Linked DNA regions of Mus musculus: region 2 is linked to region 1. A link is a contact called in public HiChIP or PLAC-seq data. All regions are on one chromosome and are shown on one strand. The core of a region is the stretch at or near the end of the contact, and the rest is flanking DNA. Distances in the headings are between cores, read along the strand shown.

Region 1 (7,055 bases), core at 742-3,241:
GAGGAACATCCTCATGGAGACATGGGGTGGGGAGGAGATATGAAATGTAGAACAGTTGGGGGGTAGACAGGGAGGGGAATGAGGTTTGGAGTATAAAAAAATTAAATAAATAAATAGATAAATAAATAAATAAAAGATTAAATAAAAAAATTTGCTCTGGATGACATATTTTTCTTTAGGATTGATAAGCCTATGTTTTCCAATTTCATCTTAACAATGAGTAACATTTAAGGGAAAATACCCTAGAAGCATATTCTGCAAGAAATTATACCATATTCATAAATCCATAAGCACAGAGGCAAAAGGACCAGGCCAAATGTCTTTGTATATTAAAATAAAACACTTTTCGTGTTTCAGTTACATGCTTATTCATTGCAAATGATAGATTTGCACTGGCCACTGTAAAAGCTCTTATAACGAGAGCCTTGTACTGAAGCAAAACACACTGAATATAATGGATTGGAAATAAATTATTATAGCAAAAGAAAGCCCTTCTTACTATGTATTGTCATAACGGAAATAAAAGGTGCTATGAAAAATAGAGGATATAGACTTTTTTCCTCCAAATATTAGGATAACTTCACAGCTTTAAGTTATTGATAAGCTAAGTAGACCTGGTATAAAACTGCCTTCTAAATTTTCATGTTTCTGCTCAATGTACTAGCTACTTCACTGTTGCTTTGATAAAACACTATAACTAAACACAACTTAAAGAAAATCGAGTTAATTTCCAGAGGGAGAGTCCTTAATGGTGGGAGAGACATGGAAGCAGGCATGCTGAGAGGTCGCATCTTCAGTCACAACCATTCAGTAGAGGATGTGAAGGGATGTGCTTCCTCCGGAAAGGCTGTACCACCACCTTCCCAACTGGGAACCGATGTTCAGATACCCAAGCAGATGGGGAACATCTCTCATTCAAACCACTACAGGGAGATTTGTTGGACATCAGTGGGAGGAGAGGCCCTTGGGCCTGAGGGTGTTTGATGCCCCAGTGTAGAGGAATGCCAGGGCAGGAGGATGGGAGTGGGTGGGTGGGAGAGCACCCTCATAGAGGCAGAGGGAAGGGAGATGGGATGGGAGTTTTCAAAGGGGAGACCTGGAAAGGGGAAAACATTTGAAATGTAAATAAAGAAAATACCCAAGGGGGGGGTGGAAATTGTATCAATATGCCATATATAAAGGTTCAAGGAGAATATTAAACAATACATAGTTATTTTTAAAAAAGGAAGAAAAAAGAAAAGAACATTGACTGAGAAGACTCTGAAGAGAAGTAGACTTGGAGGGCAAACCACTCTCTCTTTGTTGTGTTTGGTACTGCCTATGTCCTTGGCGGGAGTGTTTGGGATGGGAGAGGTATATGATCGATTTGAAGAATGGCTTTTCACCATTGAGAAGGCATTTTACAAGTATAACTTAATTTGATGAAGAGAGGAAAGATTACGGCACATTAAAAGTCCCCAGACGAGTTGTCAACTGGGTGAGGCGGGAAGTTTTAATTCTTTAAGATTATTTACCTTTTAAAATTCTCTTTTAAAAGTAGGTACGCATTCTAGCAATGGGAATCATTATCAGTGCAAATGGCCAAGATCGTATTATTACATTTATACACATACCATCTGAAAATACCAGCCAGCATTAATATGTGAGATGCCAGCTGACTGCAAGCTGAAAAGCCGTAGCTTTTACCTACAGCGTCACAGCCAAGGCATGAACGTTGTTCCTATGATCGCGGGAGGTCAGAGGCATCAAGGCTGAGAAGCTTGGGGGGGGGGGGGGGGATTCACTGGCGTTCTGCTGCCAAGCACTCTTCTGGAATCAGTGGGTCGGAAGGAATGCACTGAAAATCCTCCTCTGCCTTTTATCTGGGAGCCTGACAGGGAGACTCTAGCCTGAAAACAGATGAGATAGAAGGCACTGCTCTCTTGCCTCGCTGGGACTGCCTGGGTGTCTCCTCTTACTCCAGTCGGGAGTGACTGGTATTTAAGTGCAGATAACTGTAATCTTGGTGGTGAGGCTGAGTCAGAGAGGGCATTCCAGAAGTGGGTCTGCCTGCACACGGGGACAGAGGCCCCTGACCAATCCCAGTTGCCTTTGTACTGACAGTTGAACAGGAGCCTCAGGAGCACGGTGTGAGAAAGACTGAGTCCTAGGCTCACAGCTTAAATGGAATGCAGAGAGGAGGAGCTGTGTTTGGTCTCTAGCTTCACATTGCGTCATGTTTGCTGGGATATTTTCACGCTTGAAACAGACAGCTGGAGCAAAGGGGCATGAGTTAGGGAAATCGCACATGAAAAGAGATACTCTTCAAAATTGGACCTCTCTATACTCAATAACCCAAATAAGACAACGAAAGGGCACAATAGCTTATCGCGGTAAGATGTTAGAGTGCATTTGCATGTTATGCCGACTTTTCCAGTGAAAATGTTTCTGCCTTTAGTAATAAAAAAAAATAGAATTATTCAGTCACCAGTCCGTACTTACACTAAACAAACAAGAGCCTAAAATGTCTTATTTACCCCCACCCCCACCCCCAGGGGAAGGTTTTACTGCCAGCTCTCTGTGAAAGAAGCCAAGACAGAAGACAGTGTAGGATAGAATGGAGAGTGTAGACTGTCACACTAGCAGAACAGTAAGTACTCGACCAAGTAAACGGCCTTGCAAACGGTGGCTTTCTTACAAGACTTTTACAGGAAACTAAACTGTAATCCTGCTAGGTCAGTGGCCAGGGGAATCATGGCCTTCTATCTGAGCAGGGCATAGTATGGAACTAAACTGACTCAGTGGGAACATAGAACAGACCCTGTAAAAATCATCTAGAGGCAGAGAAAACCCTAATGCTGTGCCGCCATACCAGCTTCACGACAAAAGCCATCTTTGTACGTTATAGCCTCTGTGATGGCTGATATTCATTGTCACTAGGCCATGGAAACATCTCTCTGTGTGATTATGCTGGTGTTTAGAGAATGCCAAACATAAGTGGCACCCTCCCACGCCATTGGATCCAGGACTGGATAACAAGGAGAAAGCAAAGTGAGCAGGAACATTCATCTCTCTCTGCTTCCTGCATCGTGCCCTGCTGCCTTCTGCAACTCCTTTGCCACAGGGACTGTATTCCCTTGAGCAAACAAATCTTCCTCGGTCACAGCAATGAGTAATTAGCCCCATACCTCGTAGTTGCATTTTACCTTTTTGGGTAAAGTCATATTCTCTGATGAGTCCACAATGTTCTTAGAGAAAGCACATTTCTGTGGATTCACGAAAGGCTGTATAAGCCATCTGCCGCCTCCCCAAATATCCTGCGGGGGACTATAATGGTCTCTAGAACTTGGGCACATCCTCATATTCTCCCTCTAAAAATAATCTTCAGGAATTCCCCATCTTTTGCTATTAACTAATTGGTCAAAGGCATCCGAGTTTCACAGAGAGGTGAGTTTGTGTATGGGAAAAAGCAGATAACCATTTCAAAGTTCATGTGCTCCTGCCTCATAACCACTTCAGAGACATTCACATTTCCTATGTTACCTTGTGGTATTCCCTGGTTTACTGAGGTTAGAGGCAACACTGTTCACCTTAAAGATTTATAAGAATAACAAGAGAATGGCTCAGTGCTCATTTATGCAGAGCAATCACATTTTTATTATTCTATTACTTTTATTATGTTGAATACTTGAGGCCCACAATTTGTGCTGGGTTGTCTATAATTTGTATCCATTTCTCAGAGACTTGGTAAGTACTCCCTTTTTGATTATGTATTCCTAATATTTGTTTGTGAATATGCCAAGCTGAAAAGCTGCCAGTGCTATCAAGGAAAATAAGAATTATATTTAAAGAGGAATGGAAATTGAGAGATTTTAAGTTACTATTATTATTATGTTTTAGAGGTTTCTATTAGAGTATATTTATTATTACACATATACACATATACACACATATACACATATACACACATATACACACATACACATATACACACATATACACATATACACATATACACACATATACACATATACACATATACACACATATACACATATACACATATACACATATACATATATATTATATTTGACCCAGGTTCCATATGTTTATAAGACTAGTTTACAACAGCAGTGTATAAAGCCCTACCTCCATCCTTCCCAGAAATTGTTAGTATTTTTATTGATAGCTATTCTGACCAGTATGAGATGTGTACTTCCTTGAGAGCTAAGGATGTTGACCATTTTAAAAACATCTGTTGGCGATTTGTACTTTGGCTTTGGCAAACTGTTTGTTGAATTTTTTTGTTCATTTATTGATAGCATTGTTTGCTTTCTTGGTGCTTAATATTTTGAGCTATTTATATAGTCAAGATATTAATCTCTTCTTCTTCTTCTTCTTCTTCTTCTTCTTCTTCTTCTTCTTCTTCTTCTCCTCCTCCTCCTCTTCTTCCTCCTCCTCCTCCTCCTCCTCCTCCTCCTCCTTCTTGTGTGTGTATGTGTGTGTGTAGCTGTCAAAGATTTCCTTTTATTCTCTAGGTGATCTCTTCCCTCTGTTACCCTGCTTCCTTTGCATCAGAGAGGCTTCTCTATTGCAAACAATCTCATCTGTCAATTCTTCACTGTATTTCCAGTGGCACTGGAGTCCTTGCTTATGCCTGCATCTTGAAGTTTTTCTTATCCTGCTGAGTTTTCTCCAGATAGAATCTTACTGTGTAATCTCAAAATTGTAGTCCTCTTGACTCAGCCTCCTTAGTACCAGTTTATCAAGTTTACAGTTTTTTAAAATCTTACTATATAAAAAGGCAAGGAAAACAGCAGGCATAATCTATCACCATGCTCTATTTCAGATTCCAAGCAGTACCAGGGTTATAGCATGTGCTGATTATTCTTAATGATTTGTGGATTGGTGTGATTAAACCAACAGTAATATTAATAATCATTATAATAATAATTTTGGTGTATGTTAAACATTTCCTTCTTAACAAGCATGCTTGAGGTCTCTGAACATTAACTAATGATTTTTATAAGTCATCTCAGTTAATTATCATAATGAGCATTAATATTTGCATTGTATTCCAGAGGACATTGGGCTTGAGAAAAGACCTCTCTGAGGAAATGGCAGATGTGGCTTTGATCCAGCCTCCATTCATCTCTAGAGTGTGCCCTCTTTCTTACTCCTGAGATTGGACATTTCAGCACAAATTACTTAGGCAATGTGAAGACACATGTATGAATAATTGAATGTTTGCATGTGTTGGTCAAATGAGTTTGGAAACTTGTTAATGGGTAGAGATTCTTATTATTAAAGAACTTGTAAGGACTTTCCTTCTCTTTGCAACTAGAAATGTGGGGCAGGACATATTTCTTTTTCATTGCACACTTACTTGTATGTTTTATTTATCATTCTAAGGAATGTGATTTCACGCTTCTCTGAACTGGGGAAGGGAATGCTGGTTGGTAGACTGACCGGTAGGTGGCCAATGGAATAATCAACAGGGTGCAGTAGCTGCAAGGTGACCTCTATATCAGTGTGACAGTAGCAGAGAATCCCATAGCGAACTTTCTATAACATGGCGGGTAGCAGTACTGTTTTTCCTTCTTTATAGAGAAGAGGCAGCACCCTCCTTGGACAGTTCTGGGCCAGAACGTCACACTCTTCTGACTCTAGTTTTCCCCGGAAGGTGTTAGTTGGTGTTTCTAAAAAAGTCAAGGGTGGTCATGTTTATACTTAGTGCTTGGAATCTGAAACAGAGCAGGGTAATAGATTATGCCTGCTGTTTTCCTTGCATTTTTATATAGTAAGATTTTTTTAAAAACTGTAAACTTGAACGTGTATTTATTTTCCTTCTCTGTTTCTTCATGGGTGAAAAAGCAAGATAGCTATGCCACAAAACGGATAGTATTCATAAAGCTCTGAATGACAGTGCAGAGCTTTGAGGTCTTTCTCTCAGTTCCAGCATCTTCTATTTTTGTTGACACCACAACTTTATTTCTACAGTGGAAGCTGCAGTTTACTTAGCTAAAACCCAAAGGACTGGGCCAAAATAGCTTTAGAGGCTTGCATTTGGTCTGAAATTAAATCTGTGCCTTCCCAAAGAGAAAATTAATCTAGAAATTGATAGAAACCTGAGGATACGGGTTTCTCTGTTGGTGCGTATCATCTTCTAGTCCTTGTTGCTAGCGGGAAGGAGATGGATGGGATTAGTGTCTACTCATCTACAGGGAAAACTCTTTTTCTCTCTCTTGTCAGTAGTGGTTTTCCTAAGCCTTTCAGTTCTTGCAAATTCATTTTCCTATCTTCCCTCTTTTTTTCTTCCTCTCTCTCTTTTGTTTTTAGATTTATTTCCTAGGAAGCCTGACTTAAAGGAAGGAGTTTTTCACATAATAAATTTGGAGTTTTTACTTGTATGCCCCTCCTTTGTTAGAAACTCCGATTTCCTTCTCATCATCCCTTCCCGTCCTGATAGATTTGCCCTCCTAATACTCTTTAACCCCGTGGGCTTTACTTTATCTCCTTGGCTCTTTTGCTTCTCTTATCTCTATCCTGTTAGCCTTAACTGATGTAATTTGTTTTCCTTAAGTTTCCTCCTCCTCTGTCAAGACATGAACACTCACCCTGAATATTTCTCACCTCTTCATTAGTCTCTGTCAGCTGAATTCCAATCTGACACACTCTCCAGGAAAGTTCATAGCCAAGTCCAGGCTTTCTCATACTTCTGGGCCTTCATTCCTCTTCACAGTGTCATACGAGACTTGTTAAATCTAACTCTTTAACTCCTGAACATTTGTTAAATATGCCTGCTCTCACTCTCTGGTATAGAATTGGTCCTGTTATCAAGACTTGAGTGAATAATTGATCTCAACTTTGAGCAAATATTCTCTTACTGAGTTTTCTTGAATTGGAGTTACACAGACTTATGAAACAATATTGAGGTTCTAAAAGCAATTCCAAAACTTTTTAAAATAAGATTATAATGAATAATTCCAAATTTTCTAGCTTAGAATTGAAAATTATTTTCAAGTCCATGTGGGATAAGGATCATGCTTAGACTACATGCATATATTTGTTGTTGA
Region 2 (6,973 bases), core at 1,051-3,550, 110 kb before region 1:
CAGCCCGGGATGAGGTTCTCTGATAGTTTCCAAGGATTGCAGGTCGTGCTCTGTGTACACAGTTTGCAACCCAAGGGGGAACCAGTTTGTCCTTGGTCCTGGAGCTGGAGCGGGATTCAAGCAGTGGGACCAGTAGTAAGGGAGCTAGCGCCCTCATTCAAGCTAAGGGAGCTAGCGCCCTCATTCTGCCTCAAGAGCTCTGCGCATACTTGGACCCATAGCTACTACTTTTATTTTTGTTGTTAGTTTGTAATATTGTTTTCCAGTTTGTTTGTTATATGAACCCAAGTCAAATTTTGTACCCCGAGGCTCCAGCTGCCAGGGGTAACGTTGGAAGAAGACGCAGAGGGACAGCGGAGGGCTTGGGACCCTGTGCTCCTCAGGGTAGCCTAGAAGGCCTGTTTCAACATCCCAAACCAGTTTGAACTGTGCGGCATTTAAAGGGACAAGATCATAACTACAAAGTAGGCTTCCGGTCTGGAAATCCCTGCGGTTTCTTGGAATCAGCCGCCCAGCCTCCTCCTGCGGGCTGGTCGAGTATGCCAGAAACCTTTTAGTGACTCCACCCCCCCCCCCACCTCCGTCACAGAATTTATGAATCCCTTAGGCTGCAAGCCGGCCTTGCTCGGAGAACCGCTCCATTGGACCATCTATGAGGGCCCAGGGCTGGGGCTGGGCGCTCTAGCTCAATGGGCAACTGAAGATACGTAGCTTCACGCGGGAGCTTCACACAGGGCCTTGAGTTGTTTGCTTAAACTCTACAGACTTCGTCCTAGACTCTCCCTACTAACCCAGAACTTTCCAGGCTGCCTCTTCAAGCTTTCTGGTTGGCTCCCGCTTTAGGCCAAACTTCACTAACCGGGTTGAACTTATTCAGGATACCACATCACCCTACACTCTGATGAGTCTGCGAGAGCTTCTCCAGACAGCTTCAAGCCAGTAGGCTACACCGGCTCCCAGTGCCCCAAATAAAACAATGTCTTCCAATTGAACGCATTTTTCAGGCATTTAAAAATCTGCATCCACAGCAAAGATATTACCAAGTCCTTTCTGGCCCAGGCCTTGCAGGCGCCTCTAGGCACTCGCTGCTTGGTTCAATTTCTTCCCAGCACTCCAGTCCTGAAGGAACTGCAGGTTTCTCTATCTATGATTTAAAAACAAAACCCTCCTTCCGGGGTTGATGGTACTTTCAGAGGCCATTTTCCTGAATGCCGAGGAGAAGCCAGAAGAAAGCTAGGACTGCAGTGTTTAAATGAACATCGAATAAAGGAGGCAAAGCAAAATGAAACAAAACGAATCGTCCCTGGCCTATTTTATACTAAAGATTTGTGCACATAGTGAATTTTATTCTACAAGTGATTTTTTTTATTATCCCCATCAAACCCACATCCTGTTAATCCTAAGAAAATGTTGAGTTTAAACAACAGAACTGCACATACATGTTTGCGATCGTTCAATTCTAGAGTTCTGCTTTCTTTTGAATTTATTTTAAAGAAACACGCCGATTAAAAAAAAAAACCAATATGAATACGAAGCTACTTTTAACATACAGAACTTTCAAAAAACATACAGAAATTCATAAAACATGGTTTACTTTGTGAAGTTTTGAAGTTAAACCTATATCATTAAAGACAAACAGAATTAAAATCCCAGGACCTACGTTTTAAAATAATTAGTCCTAAATAAAAGGAGACACCTTTCCTGAATCGGTTATATGAAGGTCTGAGAGATATTACAATGATTAATTTTTAAATCTAAAAAATATCAAATATGCGTAAACTCATCTCACGTAAGAAAAAAATCTTCGGAGTAAGATTCAAGCCCGTGGTCATTCTCTCCATACAGTGGGCATCAATAGATGCAGGAATGTTTAAGTGAGAAACAACAAACTGTTGGCTGTAAGTTCCTGCCTCCTCCAAATGTACTTCTTAGCCCCATGGACAGGGATGAGAGACCGGAGATTTAAGGGTCCTTGAAAGATCCTCTATACTACTAGTTACGGATCTCTTTTCTCGGTTAAACCCTGAGGCTCAGCCTTTCCTGGTCCTGATAAGAAAAGCCTGAGAAGCGACTGGGTTGGCGGGTGTCAGCAAAAGAGGGTTCAGCTTTCTAGAGACTGGCAGAGACGAGCCAGATGGCGGCGCTTTTCGGTCTGAGATTTTCCGACCTTGTAAGGAAGTGGGCGCGGGCTGAGCGGAGTTAGATTCTCCTGATTGGTAAACCGTTTCGGTGATGGACAGCTCCATAGGACCCTCCCCCGCCGCTTTATTGACACTAATGAGCAAGTTCTTCCCACCGCTCTCCTGCCTTGAAGTGCTGACAGATCAAGGCAACAAATTTCAATTACAATCCCTAATTTGTGTCCGCAGAGTGTTTTTTTTTTCCCCGTGTTAGTCCTCTCGGGCTCATCAGTCGAGGCAGATCTTGGAGCAGCAGGAGGAGGTGGAGGGTTTGGGAGTCAAGAAGTGCATCATTGAACTCGAGGGAGAGACAGAGGGAAGGAAACTTGGCGGCCGCGTTCCTGCTTCCTCGGATCCCAACGCCAGAGAAAGAGGAAACGGCAAATTTGTTTTTGCCCGCAGCTAGGAAGGGGACAGATCTCGGGAGGCATCGGGAGCTGCGGAGCGTTTGGTGGGGGGCCAGGAGGGCGAGCGCGTGCGTGCGCCCCAGCCGCGAGTATATGAGAGAGGGGCGAGCGGGCTCGGGGAGGCGGGGATGGCGGAGAAGCGGAGGGGCTCACCGTGCAGCATGCTAAGCCTCAAGGCGCACGCCTTCTCTGTGGAGGCACTGATCGGCGCCGAGAAGCAGCAACAGCTTCAAAAGAAGCGGAGAAAGCTGGCCACGGAAGAGGCGGCGGGGGCGGTGGAAGACGCAGGCTGCAGCCGTAGCGGAGGCGCGGGGGAGCACGGCTGCTCGGAGGCCGACGAAGAAGCGGCTGCCCCGCCGCCGGCAGCCGGGGCGGCGTCCGGGCCAGCGCGGAGCTGCGCGGACGCGGAGCGGAGCTGTGGCTCCCGCGGAGCGGCGGGTGAGTCGATCGATCCCTTCCTGCCCCAGCGGCTTCCCGGTGCGTCTCCGCCCGGCTCCCGCGAACCTGAGCTTCGGTGAGGCAGCGCTAGCGCCCGCTCCTCCCGGGCCTCCGCCGCCGAGCCCCGGGGGCAGGCGTTGAGCCGTCGGCCCCGCACACCGTCCATCCGCGGCTCTCTGCCCGGCTCGGCGGGCTGCCGCCGTCCTCGCCTCTGCGCCGGGAGGGTTCGAGCCCAGGGCTGCCGCTGCTTTTCACTTCTCTAAGTTTTAGGGGCCCCCGGGGCGCGTGCGGGAGGGCGCGGGCTAAAAGCGCGGAAAAGGGCTCGGACGCCCAGAAGTTGGGTGCGCCAACCGGGGAGGCGGCGGCGAGCTCGCCCACACTCTCTGCCCTTCTGAACGCGGAGCGCTACTCCTCCGGAGCCCAGGGCGCCTCGGGGCGGGCTTTTAGCTCTCTTCTATCCGCTGTGCTGCGGGGCCCGGAGAGCCAGCAGCCCGGAGGATTGCCTGGAGCGGGGTTTGGGGAAGTTCTCAGAAAGTGCCTCGCGCGAGGCCCAGAGGCCCGGCGGCCTCCTGGGGCGGAGGGAGGAAGGGGTGACCGGAGCAGATCCCGGCAGCGGCCGCAGTGAGATCTGCGCCCAGGGACAGTGAGCTCGGGGACAGGTCTCAGGCCCACAAGGCGGGGCGCATGGGGAGTTTGCGGGCCTGGCTCTGGGACATAGGAACTCGGTGGGACCCTAAAGGCCTCAAGGCAACTCCGATCGCCCCGCGCGGCAGGACTGCGGGCAGCTGTCCTAGGGCCTGGCCCTGAGATGATCCTCAAGGCCGGATCGCCCCCTCACTGCTTCCCCGTCTCTACCCTCTGCTGTCCAGGCAGCTGTGAGGATGGCTTCCTGCAGGGCGCCTCCCCGTTGGCATCCCCGGGAGGCTCCCCGAAAGGGTCTCCCGTACCTGGCTTGGCACGACCGGGGACCCCGCTGCCCGCGCCGCAGGCCCCGAGAGTAGATCTGCAAGGAGCGGAGCTCTGGAAGCGCTTTCACGAAATAGGCACCGAGATGATCATCACCAAAGCCGGCAGGTAAGCTTGAGTCTCCGTGTGTCCTGGGACTTTGGCCTCACCGGACCCTGGCCGCAGCTCTGACCCACCCAACAGGGCCCCAGACAGTAGCTTCCTTTCTAAATCTTTACTGCTTTCTTTCCCAAAGCACTGTCGAGGAAGGGCGCATCCCGGCCCAGTTTCATTTAGGTCTGAAAGATCTTTGTCAAGTTGGGTGCTACAGCCTTAGCGATCCATGCTCTGGGTTAGGGAGTGTGAAGTAGTTACAGGTATGTCATGTGCACCTCAGTTTACATTTATTTAGGCTCTAGTTATCAGTCCTGAACTAGGTTATACATGACCTCTCCTGTTTTAGTTATTTTTTATTTTAATAGTATTTTTTAGCATACTCCGATTTCTTTTTTTTAAATTCAAAACTTCCAGATTGGTCCCAGCACCCAGTCCATGGTGTATTGTGTTATTCTGATATTAGGCTACCATGAAAAGTCACTATGGTCATGTTTAATCATGTATCAAGAATCATTAGTCTGATTTTTAAAACTGTAGACACCACACACACACACACACACACACACACAGTCCACTACCTTAAATTAATAGAATGCAAAAACGTTGGAACGAAGTTAATGTTTTTTTTAGACTGTGTAATTCGTGTATGGTTCATTAGTCAAATAAATGGATTTGTTGGCCACATCATATTAATTTGAGGTCAGTGCGAGAAACTTGCACTTTCAAGTTTTCGGCTCATTTAGTGTAATGAAATCTAAGAATAATACGATCCCTTTAAAGGTTCTTTAAAAAGCACACACAACTCTTTCGGGGAGTACACATGGTAAAAACCTGGCTAGCATAAAAGTATCCAAACTTATTAGAAATTACAAAAACATATTTTATTGAATCCATATGCTACCTTCTGCATTCTCGGGGAGTTTTTATTAATGATCCAAATGTGTTCTTCACCAACACAAAGCAACAGTTGTCTTATAAAGGATGTAGTTAAAGACCTTTACTCTTTATCTTACAGGTGCACTGAAAGAACACTAAAACAGCCAGCATATTAAACTGCTCTCATGTTTAGTTAATAGTTATGGACTTTCCTTTCGCTGGCAGCGGTCTTTAATAACACTGTTGTAGGAAAATCGGTAAATAAATTTGTGTTATAAGGTTAACTTAACAAAAATGAGATTAGTTGGAGGGTCCTAGACATAAATCATTAAAAGAAAGGTTTTTTTTTTTTAAAAGGGTGAAACTGATGTTGTTTTTAATGCATGGTAATGTGCTCCTGTATTTCTTGCTTCTGTGCTCTTTTTAAAGGTATGATGTGGGCTGACTTCAACTTCTCCTTTAATACATATATCTGGGAAGTCAGGAGAAAATGGAATTTTCGTTTGCTTTAATTAGCAATAATTGTGGTTAGAAAAGAAAACATTTTTGGGTTGTGGTGGGGGGAGGAAATTCATAAATATACGTTGTGTTTAGTTTCTGCTTCCAATAAAGAAGTTTTACTATACCTTTCAAATTTAGAGCGCCTTTTGCACTTTACCTTACCAGGCTGCAGACAGGAAGTCCTGTCTCAATAAAGAACATATTGTTTGGTTATAGCATGGCACATTGGCTCCTTGTGGGTTTTTTATAACCCCCTTTAAAATTTCACATTATAATATATTTTATCGCTTTCAGCAATTTGAAGTTTGTATCATTTGATGCATTTCATTATTTGTAGTAAGGTAAATAGGCTTGCTGGTTTTGTTTCAGAAGCAACGTTTCTTTCACGTAAAATCCTTTCATGTTTAAGTTACACTGATATTTCTATAAACAGGGAACTGCGTACCCGGTACAAGAGATCACAGTTTTAAAGCTATAATTTTGATATACCCTATGTTCTGAAACCCAGAATTATGTTATCAGAGTGAAGGATAAGCTTGTCTACATTAAAATAATGGACATTTCTTGGGTTTATTCGGTCTCTATTCTTAATCACAAGCAAAACAGAACCCTTCCCTCCCTCGCAAACAGGCGCATGTTTCCAGCAATGCGGGTGAAGATCTCCGGATTAGACCCTCACCAGCAATATTACATTGCCATGGATATTGTGCCGGTGGACAACAAGAGATACAGGTAAGACTGAGGACTGCCAGCAGAACAGTAGCAACAGTGGGGCTCTGCATCTTCTGCCTGTCTCATCCAGCCTCTGTGATCTTTGTTTCACAAAGTCGGTAGTATTTCCCAAACTCATGATCTAAGCCTGAGTTCTTGCAGCTCAGGTGGCACATTGTCCCTCAGCCTATGTGGAAACTCAGGGTTTGCTTAGCCTTTAATAGATAAAGAGATGTCTTTGGTCATTGAAACTTTGAGCAGGGCACATTCTGTCATTGTTACATTGAATGTATCTTTAAAGTTGGTTACAATTTCAGTTAGAATTTTGATAGGAAGTGTCTAGTGCAAAATTTGCAGATACACAGTATAGCAAATGTCATATTTTTCCTATTTTGATCTTATGTTAATTTTCCTGTCATGGTAAAAGTCATTCTCATATATATATATATATAAAAGACTTTCTTTTGAGAAGCATGTTTACAAGTTATAAAAATAAAATCTCATAATTCATTGCGACAAGAAATCATCTTTAAACTTGAAACGAATTGTTATTTTTTCAGGTTGGGAAGGGACCATTCTTTAAGGTTTTCTATAATATTAGGATTTTGAAACAGAATATTTTTGTCTAGGCATGAAGTCAACTCTGAAAAGATACTTTAGTTTCAAACTGCCTTTGCATTTATTTACACAAGAAAGTGAATTAGTGATTTTCAATGACAATGTCTTTTGTTTATCTGAAGAGTTTAAAGTGCTAAACTTTTTAAAAGGAAGTTTGAGAGCTTGGGAGATCAAAAGAAG

Evidence for each region. HiChIP or PLAC-seq counts read pairs in DNA pulled down with a chosen protein or histone mark.
Region 2: a contact with region 1 is called in an H3K27ac HiChIP or PLAC-seq map of heart atrium, with 4 times the contacts expected there. The contact joins the promoter of Tbx18 here to the enhancer-like site in region 1. A contact is called at or near these places in 2 of 484 Hi-C or Micro-C datasets (nephron progenitors and ventricular fibroblasts), 2 of 115 datasets of contacts at active chromatin or transcription factors (cardiomyocytes and heart atrium) and 1 of 9 other capture datasets (adipose tissue).

Annotation. Positions count from the first base shown.
Region 1 is chr9:87,613,442-87,620,496 of GRCm38.p6, reverse strand. No RefSeq gene overlaps it. Among named protein-coding and RNA genes, the nearest start is that of Tbx18, 110 kb to the left of the region's middle. Within about 2 kb of position 1,991, at least 36 of the 459 cell types and tissues checked have an H3K27ac peak or open chromatin away from gene starts, as enhancers often do. A contact at or near this core is called in adipose tissue and heart atrium, where this site is marked.
Region 2 is chr9:87,726,587-87,733,559 of GRCm38.p6, reverse strand. Tbx18 (T-box18) reads left to right here and starts at 2,300. Exons shown (of 8, transcript NM_023814.4): 1 at 2,300-3,025; 2 at 3,895-4,099; 3 at 6,095-6,196. The coding sequence starts at 2,716.